Regions from separate parts of the Zea mays genome. Here region 1 is linked to region 2. The links are chromatin contacts, called in public Hi-C maps. All regions are on one chromosome and are shown on one strand. The core of a region is the stretch at or near the end of the contact, and the rest is flanking DNA. Distances in the headings are between cores, read along the strand shown. Region 1 has its middle 110 kb from the start of LOC103650745. Region 2 has its middle 96 kb from the start of LOC103650743.

Region 1 (3,502 bases), core at 288-2,787, 230 kb before region 2:
CTATACCTAGCATAGTGGTATCATACGGTGGCGTATTTGATGGAATATGTATATAGTTGAAGTATATTACTCCAAAGTGGTAGCACGAATTCTCAGTGGAATGCATGCAAGTGTGCAACTGTCTGTAGGTCCTTGTGCGTACGTATGTTTGGTGCACCTGAAACAAAAAAGGCACACACATGCGTAATTTGGAAACTGTAGCCAAAACAACGGCCGTGAGCACGCTACGTACGTTTACCGGCCCCGGCCCATTCCGTTCCAGATTTCTAGCCCTGCTGCATGTACGTGGCAAGAGCTGGATGCCGGGCAGAGGCCATCAGCAGGCGGCGGTCCTCTGGTAAAGCAAGCCTAACTCCAACACGTACACGAGCCATCAGCTAGCCGCGTCTCTGCCACTGTGCGTACGTACGGCGACCGGTGCACGGTGGCTTCTGTGTTCCTCTGCCAGAATCGAGGCCGGAGGGCCTGGACGACGTCGTGGAGGGAACGCCGGGCGGGCGCATGCACATGCATGCTAGCTGAGGACAGCAGGCCGGGTAGGCGCGGCGCGCGTGGGGTAGGGGGAAGTGGGAACAGAAGCGGGCCCAGATATTTTGAGATTTTGAGATTAAGTATTCAAAAATTCAAAAGGTTAAAGAATTTAGTATTCTAACGCTATTTTATGTAATACATTATTAACAAATTAGGGCCCCTTTGGCAGGGCTCTGGCTTCTCTAAAAACGGTTTTGGCTCTGGCTGACGAGGTGAAGCCACTTCTTTAGATGAGCCAAAGTCATTCTGAAAAATCATTTGACAAAATGGCTTATAGGTTGTTTTTCAGAAAGACCCTTGTATAGGTCGATCTCTCCTGTACGTGGCTAGGGATTGAGGGTAGGACCAAAAAATAATAATTTGGAATGGTGGGAGGGCTATTGTGCAAAAATGACGTGAGCTGAAGCCGGGTAAGCCACTTTTTTTGGCTCATGCCCTCTAGTTCATTTTGGAAAAGCACTTCACTGGTGAAGCCATTTGAAAAAGAGGTGTTTGGCACAACTTTTACATGAGCCAGAGCCGAAGCTGAAAAATAAGCCCTACCAAAAGGGTCCTTAGTGTTCTAACACTATAGATCACAAAAACATGGGTATTTAATGAATACCCATGAAACCCCACCCCTTGGGCCCGCCCATGGGAACCGGCCGGAAGTCTTACACCAGTTATTAGCCCCCGCTCTCCGGCCCCCTGATCCGATCAGAAGCAGAATCAGAATCAGACACCGCGCGCAACTAGCAGCAGCCGGCCGGCGCAACAGGCGCCCGTCGTCAGACGAGCTGAGCTGAGTTAGCCAGCCGCGCCGGGTCGTCTGCCGGGGCCGAGCGTCGCGGAGTCAGGCCATAGGAGGAGCAGAAGCGCAGCGCAGGGGGGGGGGGGGGGGGGGGGGGGGGGGGGGGGTGCTTGGCTTGGCTTCCTCTTCCTGCTGCCAGCTAGTAGCTAGCTCCGATCCGTCCGGCCGAGAGGTCCTATAGCTCGGGAGTCGGGCCGTGCGGGAAACGTGGGGAGGGCGGCCCCGGCCCCGCGCACGCTGGCCTGCACGCCCGGGAGCCGACCTGCTTCCTAAAGGAAATTAAAGGCTACTAGGAGCGTGGCGGGGCCGGCCGCCGGCATGCGAGCGATGCCGTTGCGTGCATCACATGCATGCCTACTCCTATACTTGGGAACGTTGGGACTTGCGTTTGGGGGGTCGTCGCGTTGGGTCTCGGGCCGGCCGGCGCTCCGTGCTCGCTCGCTGTAGCGTACTCCGGAGACGAGAGGCTCTTGCCCAATGCTCATGGCCGGAACGTCGGACGACGACTCCCGTAGGCCGCAGCGCATGCAGATGCACCACGCCGATCGGTACGTACGTCACGGGGGGCCGCTTGGGACGTTAATTTGGCCTGGCTGCTGGCGGTACACCACGAGAGGCGCAGTAGTAGCGTCTATCGTCCGTGCCCCTGCCGCCGCCGGCAGTCTTCTCGCCGTCACCGTTGGCCGCTGACGATGAGCCGAAAAGGTGGGGCGGGGCGGGGCGCAAGCGGTAGTACGTGACGTGAAAAAGAGAAGTGCAGTCGGCCGGACTGGGAGTGGTAGTTATTGGGGCCATGCCATGACGACGACGGATCGACTGGGGGGAGGGAGGGTGAGGGGGTTGTGGCCGGTACTGCTCGGCGGACGTTGGGTGCAGTGGAGCGCAGCGCAGCGCATGCAGGCGCAGCAGTGTCAGCTAGTGTGGGCGCCACCGTCTCCGCCATGAGCCCATGACCACGGCCACGGCGCTCGGAGTCGGCGCGGCCGGCTAGTAGTAGCAGTAGATTTTAAAATCATCCGGCCGGGGCACGGAATTTCAGGGCGCGCGGGGCCCGGCCGCGCTGCCTGCGTGCACGGCAGCTCGCCAGCCACCGTACCGTCAGTCTCCTCGACACAATCGGCGCGGCGACGTTTCCTGTGAGAGAACTGTGATCCATATATGCATCCTCCTCCTCCATCGGTATTCGATTGCGGCCAGGGGTGTGACAGAGTGAGCAGTGCCCGTCGCTGTATGTCCGTCCGTCCGTCCGTCCTCCTCCCTCCTCCTGCTCCAGTGCTGCCTACTACTTGTCACATCAGCGACCTCATCTACCATCACCAGCTCAGCTCGTCGCTCCATCGATATCATGGATTGTGTTGTGCCAACCACCAGCACCGTCAGCAGCAGGCAGGCAGAAGCGCCGGTCGTCAGGGCTCACAAGTCACAACACACTCCGGCGCACAAGTGTCTAGGGTTCATTGGAGAGCTGTTGTACAAGGGGATGTGCCCATCCATCCACATCCACTGCTTTCTTTGACCGATCCAGCATGCTCGTTCCATGGAAAACACGCGCTGACCGACCGGACCTGCCGTGCACGCGGGCCAGCAGCCATCCATTATCGGATGATCCATCTCCTACAGATACAGATAGACATGTAAGCGTAGTCAACGTCTGCCAATATATATATATGTCAAGGGATCGGGCCACCGCTATCTAATGCCGGCGATTATGCCGCGATCAGTCAGCCTGCAGCTTAAGCTGCTCGCAGATTCGACGCATGATCCATATAGCTATAGAACATGCATGCACCGACAAGGCATGCATGAATGTTTCTTTTTTCTTTAAAAGTCGTAGCGTTGTGCATGCCTTTCTTTTGCTGCTTCTAATGGGCGGACGCATTACTTCAGATGTTGTCTGATTCATATATTAATAATGTGATGGATAATTAATAACGTTAAATCATGTTTATGGTTTAATTTCAACCGTAATCAGATACCACACTATAAACTAATACTATCATATTCAAATTTGTTATCACTGATAATCGAATGTGAATTATTACTATTGTCATTTGCTTTATATTTGGTGAACTAAACAACACCTATATATGACCACACAACAATTTTTCTTTCACGACCTATCCCGTCGGAGCGGACTACACGCTCGGGCCCTAAGGCATAGGCAGGGGATTCAAGCGGAAC
Region 2 (3,276 bases), core at 570-3,069:
TTTGATATTGTTTGCCTCCAGGCTTCGTATGGGCAGGAGATGGTTCAACGCCATGGATAAGAGTACGATTGGAGGGGCCAGCCAATCGACCCTCAGGTAGCATATGCTAGCGCAGGAGGACAAGCCCATGTACGGTGGGATTATTTGATTTGGATTTCAAAATTATCCTCATATGCTTGCGATACAAGTCCATGATTTACTATACTAAGTGCATGGTTCACTCTTGTAGGTTGGGTATTTTTTATTCTACGATTGATTCTAGGGAGCTGAGACGTCGTGGACGACAGTCCACATCGTCATCTTCACAGTCGTCCCGTTCACGATCATCTGCCCAAGAGATAGAGCTTGTAGTGTTGCGTCAACAGGCAGAGTATCATCAATCAGTTTTGAGGGAACAATTGGAGTACCAGAGGCAACAATCTGAGTACCAGAGACAACAAGCTGAGTACCAGAAGAAGAAGAACGAGTATTATGCAAACCTACAGGCCCAAAATCAAGCTCTTCTCTCGGTAAGTTGAAGTAACATTTTGTACCTTATTTTGCAAAACACATGATGTATATCTTATTTGCTCAACAATGGCTTTTATATAATTTTTAGCAACTAGCCCAACAAACGGGCGTCTCGATGCCCACATATGGGATGCCGCCTCCGGACTTTGCACTGCCAATGCCAATGCTGGCGCCTCCACCTCCGCCTCCGTCACAATTCTCTATGGTATGTACACATATGCGTGTTTGACATGTTCATAGATGTCTTATGTGTTTAAATGAAAAACTGAGTGGTCACTATTTCATGTGCGTGTGTTATAGGGATTTCAGACACCACCCGCTTCAGTTGCCGCACCTGGAGATGGGTCTGGTCAAGACGACGCATCGCATTCTTGGGTGAACAACCTTTTCAACACGCATAGTCCATCCGGAGGAAGTGGCTATAACTCGAACCAACCAGGCGATGAATATGAGTGATAGTTGATCAAATGTGTTTAATTTGGAACTATTACTGTTCATGTCAAACCCTATCTGTCGAACAATGTCGGTTTTTATTTTGGACCTATATGTTGATGCAAAAGACTTGTTGAGACTATTTGGAACTATATGTCGTTATTTCCAATTTGTGAATGTGAATACTTATGTGAGTATATTTGTGGTTGTGAATATGTGGTTGTATATGAATTCTGTGTATATTTGCATGAAATCTGTTTTTATTTGTAAATGTCAGATTTTTTAAAAATAGAATTTTGTGTAATTTCTGAAATTTATTATGTCCGACGGCCTGACGGGCAGCCGTCGGATATAAGGGTTATTTATGTCCGACGGTTTAGTGTAAACCGTCGAACATAAGCGTTGGTTATGTCCGACGGCTTAGTATAAACCGTCGGACATAAGTCTGTGGGTCATACCAATCGACCATTAAAACGGTTGACACTTGCTACGTCCGACGGGTGGCTGCGGCCGTCGGAGATAGCTTATGTCCGACCCAATATGTTCGACGCCAGAGACCGTCGGAGATAACTAAAAACCGTTGGGCATAAACTATCTTTGATGGTTTAAAGTTTATGTCCGACGGCTTTGACCGTCGGAAGTTGTTTCGTTTACTGTAGTGGAAGGCCTTGCATCGCTTGGCAGCAGCAGCATCGGTAGGACGAGGCGCGTGCATGGCCAGCCAGCCATGGCTTGTCGTCCCGGATCCATGTTTGCTTGCAAGCACACCTGCATGCATTGGCGGGGGAAAGGCACGCAGGCGAGCTAGAGGCGGATCCCACTGATTGACGCATCGCTGTCCGCGTCTTATGATTTGCGGCCTAGGACTAGGATGTGACGTTTGACTGCTCCAGCGCCGCTCCCCTTGCATCCGCCTCCGCCTCCGCATGTATTGCATCCATCCATCCGTCCCTGGCCCCCTGCACTGCAGCTGCTGTTTCTGTTTCTTCTCTTCCACACGCAACGCAGGGCCTGTTTGGTTCAGCTTTTTTCTGACCAGCTTTTCTGAGAATCTGGCTGTGAAGAGAATCTGGCTGTGGGGAGAATCTGAGTATTATTAGGATTACATGCGGAGGAAGATAAAAATGTTTATAGGGGTCAGGATCTAGAAAGTGACGGATTCCTATTATTGCAACAACTCAACCGATTATATGTTTATGTTGATTTTAAATAGTTTTTACCTAAACGAATTTTATAGAAGCTGGCTGAAAAGCTGACGCGTTTGGCAGTCCACATCAGCTTTTGGTGGCCAGAAGCTGCAAAAAGCTGAAACAAATAGGGGCGCAGGGACAGGCGCAGGCGCAGCAGCCAGCAGTGCAGCACATGAGCGAGCGCGCCGCAAGGCTCCTCGTCGTCTCACGCAGACCGAGGCCGAGACCAGAGCACCACCGCACCGGACCGCACGCCTCTCCAGATTCCCGCCGCCCCGCCCGGCGTATCGTATCGGTATCGTATCCCATTCCCACACAGCAGCTGAGCAGCACGTTGCCCATCCTCTCGATCCGTCACTTTGACTACTCTACTTCACTCTCTACACCTACTCCTGTCCTGCATGGTGCATGCCCTCTCTTTTCGTACCCGCACACACATGTATACGTACTTACTCCTCTGTGCTGCCGTACAATGCAATGCCATGTCAGTACGTACGTACGTGCGGGTCACCATCTGCCGCCGCGCGCGTGCGCACGTCGTGTACGACGTAGTACAGAGAGCAGCCTGGGAGGGAGGGACTGCGAGTCTGCGACGACCGAGGCATGCATGCATTCACCCCCGTCACATGGACGCATTTGTTATCGCTACTTACACGTGCACTTTGTGTTATTATATCGAGTTGAATTGAAGCAAGGAAAAAGCACGCAACGCAGCGCAGGTCGTCTGATCTGGGGGGCCAGCCAGTCCCTACTAGCTAGCTCTGATATGATATCTGTGTGTGCCCCCAGCTTTTGACGTGAGGAACATATAGTCACATGCATGCAAGCCACAGCTGAGCCACCCCAGGGCAGGCACTAGAGCTGGGCGCAAAGTACAGTGGAAGCAGAGGCAGGCAGGCGCTCGATCCCCATGTCTTCACGACACATCTCTTCCCCTTTTTTCCTAGTTTCACGTCCTGTCAACCTGTAGCACGGGAAAAGTTGCTGCCCTGCCCTGCCCTGCCGGGTGCCGGCGGGAAAAAAAGATCGAGACCAACCATAGAATAGAAGAGCTACTAGGCCTGGCCGACCGCTCCCTGCGCCACGCATATGCCCATGCCTGCCTGCATAATTGCATCGCGCTCCTCCGTCCCCATGCATGTCA

Evidence for each region. A called contact is a pair of places that touch in the nucleus more often than the background predicts.
Region 1: a contact with region 2 is called in a Hi-C map of ear, with 1.9 times the contacts expected there. The contact joins two enhancer-like sites. A contact is called at or near these places in 4 of 25 Hi-C or Micro-C datasets (ear, root tip and tassel).

Annotation. Positions count from the first base shown.
Region 1 is chr3:151,976,951-151,980,452 of Zm-B73-REFERENCE-NAM-5.0, reverse strand. No RefSeq gene overlaps it. Among protein-coding and RNA genes, the nearest start is that of LOC103650745, 110 kb to the left of the region's middle. Within about 2 kb of position 1,537, at least 16 of the 20 cell types and tissues checked have an H3K27ac peak or open chromatin away from gene starts, as enhancers often do. A contact at or near this core is called in ear and tassel, where this site is marked.
Region 2 is chr3:151,751,749-151,755,024 of Zm-B73-REFERENCE-NAM-5.0, reverse strand. No RefSeq gene overlaps it. Among protein-coding and RNA genes, the nearest start is that of LOC103650743, 96 kb to the left of the region's middle. Within about 2 kb of position 1,819, at least 17 of the 20 cell types and tissues checked have an H3K27ac peak or open chromatin away from gene starts, as enhancers often do. A contact at or near this core is called in ear and tassel, where this site is marked.